2 separate regions of the Triticum aestivum genome follow, and region 2 is linked to region 1. A link is a contact called in public Hi-C data. All regions are on one chromosome and are shown on one strand. Each heading gives the region's core, a stretch centred on a gene start, on an enhancer-like site or on the middle of the called end of the contact. The rest is flanking DNA. Distances are from core to core; before and after follow the strand shown.

What was found. A called contact is a pair of places that touch in the nucleus more often than the background predicts.
Region 2: a Hi-C map of leaf shows a contact between it and region 1, with 5 times the contacts expected there. The contact joins the promoter of LOC123078109 here to the promoter of LOC123078107 in region 1. A contact is called at or near these places in 2 of 5 Hi-C or Micro-C datasets (both in leaf).

Annotation. Positions count from the first base shown.
Region 1 is chr3D:171,901,135-171,905,289 of IWGSC CS RefSeq v2.1, forward strand. LOC123078107 (phosphatidylinositol transfer protein 3) reads right to left here and starts at 1,974. Exons shown (of 6, transcript XM_044500506.1): 1 at 1,595-1,974; 2 at 656-778; 3 at 385-567; 4 at 1-52. The coding sequence starts at 730.
Region 2 is chr3D:172,580,916-172,585,070 of IWGSC CS RefSeq v2.1, forward strand. LOC123078109 (pre-mRNA-splicing factor SPF27 homolog) reads left to right here and starts at 2,038. Exons shown (of 7, transcript XM_044500510.1): 1 at 2,038-2,409. The coding sequence starts at 2,161.

The DNA of each region.
Region 1 (4,155 bases), core at 724-3,223:
TGTAGTCAGCCCTATATATCTTTCCAGTCTCTGCTTCATGTGCAATTTCTTCCTGGATATTGAAAGGATGAAAAGCTTATATTACCTTGAAAACCAGGAAATACAAGTAACTTCTGAAGTATCAAGAACAATCTTCTTTTGCACTATAATGTTTTCAGCCAACAGTTCATTAATACCCATATCATTCAATCAGCACAGTGGTGTGTTACTGTCACTGACAAAGCTTATTCCTCCTACACTAAACTTACTCTGCATGCTTCTCGAGTACAACCTGCTCTTCCAACTTCTCGTCGATGTCTTAATTACACTGCTCTTTTGTTTTGCCAATAAACGCATGAATCTACAATCGAACATGAACATAAGAATTGGTTAAACCAGACGTACCCAGGAAATCATTTCTGGCTTGTATGCTGCCCGCCACTTCACAGCTGATTTCAGCATTTTACTCGATTTCTGCACATTCCAGTTTCTAGCTCGAAGGAATCTCAGTATCGAGGCATCCGAAAGGAAACCCTGTATTGCTAGTGACGAGGGTTCTTCAAGTTGCTTTCGTACCTCATTTATCTGCTTGGTAAATAGAACAGCCAAATGGCCTTAAGATTAAGTACTTCAGTTGAGACAAATAGAGCTCTAAAGTTGAAGAGTGGCATCTTACTTTCTCTTGCTGTTCTTCCAAGGTCAAGGTTTTCTCCGTTGTACCACCATTGCTTGACTTCCATAGAAATGACATTTTGCCAACTAAAGGGGGACGACTCTATCAGATATGTAACTGAAACACCTGCAAAAAATATTATCGCACGGATGAATGCGCATAAATTATCTCCATCTTCGTATGGGAAGAAAAACTGGCGAAGGAACAGAATGACAACTCAGTAAGCCAGTGTGATGGAAGGAGTGTGACATAACTAAAAATTCAGGTAACAACGTAGTACAAAACTAACAAAATTTGGTTTGTAGCTAGAACAAAAAAAAACTAAGAAATTCATAATAAAAAAACGCACAGCTCCAAGAGCCGCTGAAAAAAGAGAGGAAATTAACAGGATGAGCCACAAACCATGGGAACCTCTGAAATGGGAGGAACCTCTTTTTTTTGCGAAAGGAAATGGGAGGAGAGGAACCTATAAGCACAAGGCACTAATTCCACTGTAGCGTCGGTTATAATACTGGTGCCTGATGGAACACCTTACGATCAAGACGCGATAACGCTGTGGAATATTTATATACGCTTCAGCTGTCCCTTTCTCCCCGTAGAACTGGATCTACTGATGCCACACACAGCTGTCGGTGGGCTGAAGAACAAACAGGTCGAGATCAAGTCCAGGCTAAAAACTACCTGCGGTTCCTACCTTCCAGGAGCGTAACCAGCGAAAAAATCGGTAGAATTCCAGGAGGAGCAGATCGAAATCTACCAAATTTCCTCACATCCAATCGTCCAAAACAACACCAGACAAGCGCCGACGAGGGATCTAGAACCCCAGAAATCTACAATCGAACCGGCCTCTATAAAAAACCAAAGAGCACACAGCAACAGTTCACGCGTCTGCCTGAACCATTCAAACAGGAGGAACCGGGATGGCAGGCGGCGGCCACGCACCTCGGGAATCGGGATCCCGCTTCTCGGCGCCGGCGAGGACGGGCGACACCACACGCCGAGATCGGTCGCCAGGCACCGCAAGTTCTCGGAAGGATCCCCCGTGAGGAGCAGCCGTGGAGGAAATGTGGAGCAGCTGAGAGGGCCGAGCGGTAGTGGCCTAGTGGGGTAGCCGGAGGAGGGATAAAGCGGGGCGGTGGAGGGGAGGGAGAAGAGTCCTTCGCGGCGTACGCGTGGCGTGCGAGACCGGGCGGGCGGAGGGGCGGAAAGTCGCCTCGCCACCGTGCGGTAGGAGCACCAGCCAGGCGTTGGCGCGTCAGCCGTCAGGTGTCTGCCGCAGCGGCCGTGGAGGCGCCGCGCGTCGGTTTCACTAGGAGGTGCTCGGCAGGGGATGCTCCTCCAGATTTTTCTTATAGCGAAGGAAGGATTTGCAAGGTATAAAAGTCCAAAAAGAAAGTCAAATAATATTTCTCTTTTCTTTAACACACTGCATACTCGGATGCTCACATACGCACATATACTCATCCTATGAAAGCATGCTCGCACACCTATCCTATAAGGATTCGCTTGATGTTTCTTTCGCAAAGTATCTGTAATATGCCTATCATCTGAAAAAGAAGCATTAAAGAGAGGGATTTTAAAGACCCGTGTAATATTTCTTTTCAAGGATACATTAAAGAGAGAGATCAATATCATAGAAGAAAAGTCAAGCAACTCATACAATGCATTTTGGCATGCACAACACCACGATTACAACAACAAAATAACTCGCCTAGTCAAACCCCAAGCCAGGTATGGTGAGGAGGCAAGACTCGGAGCTCAAAACCACATGGCCCCTTTGGTAAGCAACTTAAAAACAAACAAGACTCGAAGCTTAAAGACTGCATCACGACCAAAACAGAATACCTTGAAAGCACGCCTTGACTTCAGCCAGGCTGGGTCAACGCGTCATCCATCCTTAGCGCTTAGAAGTCGACGAGTGAACAGTAGAAATCAGTCAGACTCGGAGAAGATGTCATCCAAGAGATACTAACAACGGAGTAATTGCACCGTGAAAATCTATAACCATAGACACATTGCCGAAATCCTTCTCGTAGATACCAATGCGACCACCACCTCCGGCTTCAACCCTGGTAGCTACCATGGGCACCCAGGCATCACCTTCAAGGTGGGGACGGCACTGCTGTTGGAAATATGCCCTAGAGGCAATAATAAATGATTATTATTATATTTCTTTGTTCATGGTAATTGTCTATTGTTCATGCTATAATTGTATTGTCCGGAAATCGTAATACATGTGTGAATACATAGACCACAACGTGTCCCTAGCAAGCCTCTAGTTGACTAGCTCGTTGATCAACAGATAGTCATGGTTTCCTGACTATGGACATTGGATGTCATTGATAACGGGATCACATCATTAGGAGAATGATGTGATGGACAAGACCCAATCCTAAGCATAGCATAAAAGATCGTGTAGTTTCGTTTGCTAGAGCTTTTCCAATGTCAAGTATCTTTTCCTTAGACCATGAGATCGTGCAACTCCCGGATACCGTAGGAGTGCTTTGGGTGTGCCAAACGTCACAACGTAACTGGGTGACTATAAAGGTGCACTACGGGTATCTCCGAAAGTGTCTGTTGGGTTGGCACGGATCGAGACTGGGATTTGTCACTCCGTGTGACGGAGAGGTATCTCTGGGCCCACTCGGTAATGCATCATCATAATGAGCTCAATGTGACTAAGGCGTTAGTCACGTGATCATGCATTGCGGTACGAGTAAAGAGACTTGCCGGTAACGAGATTGAACAAGGTATTGGGATACTGACGATCGAATCTCGGGCAAGTAACATACCGATTGACAAAGGGAATTGCATACGGGATTGATTGAATCCTCGACACCGTGGTTCATCCGATGAGATCATCGTGGAACATGTGGGAGCCAACATGGGTATCCAGATCCCGCTGTTGGTTATTGACCGGAGAGGCGTCTCAGTCATGTCTGCATGTCTCCCGAACCCGTAGGGTCTACACACTTAAGGTTCGGTGACGCTAGGGTTGTAGAGATATGTGTATGCGGAAACCCGAAAGTTGTTCGGAGTCTCGGATGAGATCCCGGACGTCACAAGAGGTTCCGGAATGGTCCGGAGGTGAAGAATTATATATAGGAAGTCAAGTTTCGGCCACCGGGAAAGTTTCGGGGGTTACCGGTATTGTACCGGGACCACCGGAAGGGTCCCGGGGGTCCACCGGGTGGGGCCACCTATCCCGGAGGGCCCCGTGGGCTGAAAGTGGAAGGGAACCAACCCTTAGTGGGCTGGGGCGCCCCCTTGGGCCTCCCCCCATGCGCCTAGGGTTGGGAACCCTAGGGTGGGGGGGCTTCCCCCTTGCCTTGGGGGGCAAGGCAACCCCTTCCCCCCCTTTGGCCGCCGCCCCCCACCCTAGATGGGATCTGGCCGGCGCCCCCCTCCCAGGGGGCCTATATAAAGGGGGGAGGGAGGGCAGCAACCTACAGCCTTGGGCGCCTCCCTCCTCCCCTGTTACACCTCTCCGTCTCGCAGAAGCT
Region 2 (4,155 bases), core at 788-3,287, 680 kb after region 1:
ACGCCCAAGCTGGGCTGAACTGTTTTCTTTTTTGTTCTGTGTTATGTTTCTATTTTTCTTTTTTCTTTTCTTTCTATTTTTCTTTTCATAAATTCAAAATTTTCAAAAAAGTTCATAATATCAGAAAAATTAAATGTTTTACAAAATTTCAGAATTTTCAAATATATCCAGTTTCAAAAATGTTCTGAAAATTAAATCTTTATTTTCATTCCAAAATTGGTTCAGATTTTTAAAAAAGTTCCATTTTTTCTTTGTGATTTCCAAAGTTGTTCGAGATTTTCCACAAAAATTGCATTTTAAAAATGTTCCAAATACAAAAAAAAATTCGAAATGTCTGCATTGCCAAGTTTAAAGAAACACATTTTAAAAAATTATTTTGAATGTTCAAAATATGTTTCCTTTTTAAAAAATCATGAATTATTAATTTTTCAAGTTATTATAAAAGGTCATGTTTTCAAATAAAATTCCGAATTTTGACTGTTTCAAATTTTGTTTTGTATTTTTAAAAATGTAAATAATTTCAAAAAAATGTTTGGGATTTTCAAAATTATTCATGTTTCCAAGAATATTCAGCAATTTATATTTTAGAAAAAATAAAAAACAAAAATTGTTTCCAATCTGACATTGGAGTATGATCTTAAATGTTTGAGCTGGCCATTGGTTGGTTGGACTTGTCTCTTCGAGTGGCTAGCAACACGTAGGCAGGTCTTTGAGGGCATGATTTCGATCCTTCAACTTATCATTTTTTGGATTTTTTATGCCTTACAAACACAAGTCGTCTTGGAGCCTACTAGTGTGCTGGTCCATACACGAACTGATGTGCGTCCCACGTGCTATTTTACGCAACTAGCGTCATATAGTAGCCCCCATGTAGTTGGCCCAAGAAAAAAAATTGCTCCATCGCACAGGCAGTATTGGGCCTTAGGCGCACTCCCCTACTAGGTCGCCCGACGGAGCAATTTTTTTCTTGGGCCAATAAAAGATAATATTTTGGTTTGGCTCGAATAAAAAAATTGTGGGCACGTGAGCGTTAAAATAATAAAAGAGAATAAACTCTAATAAAGAAGGGACATTGATGTCTGATTATGCACTATGAAACGGGATTTATGAGCTAGAATTAGTAATCCATCCGGTTATGCCATCGTAAGAGAGAGTGGTCGAAACAACCATGCCTCGAAGGTCGCCGCATAGCTACCAAATGAGGAGGCAGAAAAAACCCCGAGACAAAGGCGGGCCCGGAGGAAAAAAAAGGCACGAGTTGGATGGTTGCTGCCACGCCGACTAACCCAACACTATCAAGATCTCGCGGGACAAACATGACCCGTGAGAAGACCACAACTCCTCTCTCTGTCGCACCGCTATGGAGATCGTTTTTATGGACACATCAATTATCTCTCCCATTGCTTCTCGCAAAGAAATATCTCTCCCGCTGCAACGCATGGGCATATGTGCTAGTAGTCTCCTATGTGGGCTGGCACAGGTAGATTTTTCCCCACCGTCTTGAGAGCCTTCTAGAAGGTTGGTTTTTCCAGGGTAGTTTTTGTTTGTGTTTATTTTTTCTATGTTTTTCCGCTAAGTTTTGCTCTGTCTTTGGTTTTTGTGTTTTTATTTTTATCACATTCACTTTTTTAAAATCATGATATTTTAAAAAATTATAAACTATTAAAACATGAACATTTTTTTAAAATCTTTTTTCTGCGAGAATTTTCTTTTAATCTAAGCTCGTTTATTCCTTATTTTTTTAATTGTTTGGATTGCTTACCACATGTGTCATGTGGTCGTTTATCCCTTACTATTTTTTTAGTGGAGTTTATCCCTTACTAGTTGAGAAGCGAAAAAAAATATGAAAGAGCTGCTTAAGAGGCTGGGGGGTTTTTTTTTGAGAAGGGCTTAAGAGGCTGGGTGGAACGGCTTTATGGAAAAGCCGCCCAAAGAACTGGGCCTTAAACGCCGCCGAGTGGTACCCACGAACGCGCGTCTCTCTGCTCGCTCTCGGTTGAAAACATTTAATGACCTACGTAGCCCAAAACGCAAAGCGGCCCATGCGCGTTGAGCTTCTTCCTCCAGCCCCATTGATCCCCGGCGCGACGCCCTAACCTACACCGCGCCCGCTCCCTCTCTCTCTGGCTCGCGGCTACCTGCTCACGCGCGGCCGCCGTGATGGCCTCGTCGGCGACGAGGGAGGTGCTTATGCTGGAGGCGCCACCGTCCGAGGCTGCGGGTGTGCCTTGGCGCCCGCCTCCGGACGCTGAGACGGTGGACGCGCTGCCCTACATCGACGGGGACTACGGCGACCCTGCGGTGAAGCGCGAGGTTGACCGCCTCGTCGAGGAGGAGATGCGCCGGGCTCACCGCAAGCCCGCCGACTTCCTCCGTGACTTGCCCCCCGTTCCCATCATTGGATTCGAGGTGGGTTCTTGCGCCCTCTATTGTTTTTAGGACGCTGATCCAACGCTTAGCGGTCTGAGGAGACAATTAGGGCCAAGCCGCCGAAGATTTATACTTGTATACTGCTTAGAAGGATTGCACTGAGGTTTTATTTCTTTTTTATTTTAGCTTTTGGAGTTTCGACATAGTTAGGCTGTGTTCGGTAGCCCTCCACTCCTCCACTCGGGAGCGGAGCGGGTGGAGTACCGTATTAGCAGCTCCTCAAATTAACACTGCATGTTGCTCCGCTCCGGAGCGGAGTTGGAGAGCAGGAGGGAGTCCGAACAGGCCTTTAATGTTTAGGTTGTTTACAAATTATTCCAGCATCATCACGACTTTAGCTGGGAAATAGCTCTTTCGAGGACTATATATGCAATTGGGAGCTGTAGGCTAAGAGGTTGCCATATGCAATTGGGAGCTGTAGGCTAAGAGGTTACCATATGCAATTGGGAGTTGTAGGCTAGTACGTTGTCATATGCAATTGGGAGCTGTAGGCTGATAGGTTGTCATATGGAATTGGGAGTCGTAGGTAGAACTGGTCTGAAATAAATTTTCCCTGTCGGATGCGTACTCGGGGAACAACGTTGCAGAATACCACACTCAGTTACCCAGAAGAAAGGACTCAACTATGTTGGTTCAGTCTTATATGGTTGGTGTATGCTTAAGGATATCTTACGTTCTCAATTTTTCATTCAACCAATCACTCTGTGCTATTGCTATAAACCTGTATCAGACAATTTAGTTGAAAAGTACTACGAATTTGATTTCAAGAGCAAATTACCGCTGGATGTTTTCCCTATCAACAGTGAATAGCTGTTTTGATGGGATCAACGTTGAACCATTTAAGATGAAATATGCACCTTTTGCTGTTGAACATTAAAGAACACTATGAATTCTAATTGATTTGTGTAAAAAAATGAAGTAATTTTGCTGTATTGTCTGATGAAGATTGCTGTTGAATTTTCGGACCCTAGTGTAGGCTGTCACGTTGTTTAGCTACGAAGTTCATTCCTTTCATATTGTAATGGCTGGAGAAAGGCTGAACCTGCTTAAAATATTATTGTTTTTCGTTGTCGCATACTTCCACTAAGCTGGAAGCATGCACTTATTGTCCTCGGTATTATATAAATTAGTATTTTGTATTGTAAGTAGGTGCAAACCATTTCAAAATCTGGTACATTAGTTCATCCCTTCTGCTGTATGCATCAAGCTAAAATTACAAGCAATCTGCACCAAGATTAACACACTATTTTAGACATTCAATTGTATGACTAGAGGTGGTAAATTTTAGTGCTTGGAGCATACACTGAGCAATTTTCTTACAGAAAAACCTCACACGTAGCTGAACGATAGCTAGATTGAAAAGACATTCTCACTTTGAATTGCAGAGTTCTTACTATCTAAAATAGATGTTATATTAGCTCCATGCACATAGAACATGGGGAGTTTGTACCATGTTTTTAGAAAGTTTCTCCTCTGTCAGTCATGTGCCACACTCTCTAATGCCACTGCCGGTAAGCAACTAAAACACAAATTTGGTGGAACTGTTGCCTAATGAACAGCCGGAAGTATTTGCAAACTAAAAACCAGCTAGGAACTACATCTATGTTGGACCTCATCGAGCAGTTATGTTATGTTTGGATGTGTCTCTGAACACAACTATTAGTGTGTGTACTGTGTAGTTAGGCTTTTTCTTCATTTGTTTGCAACACCTTATATGTCTTAGCA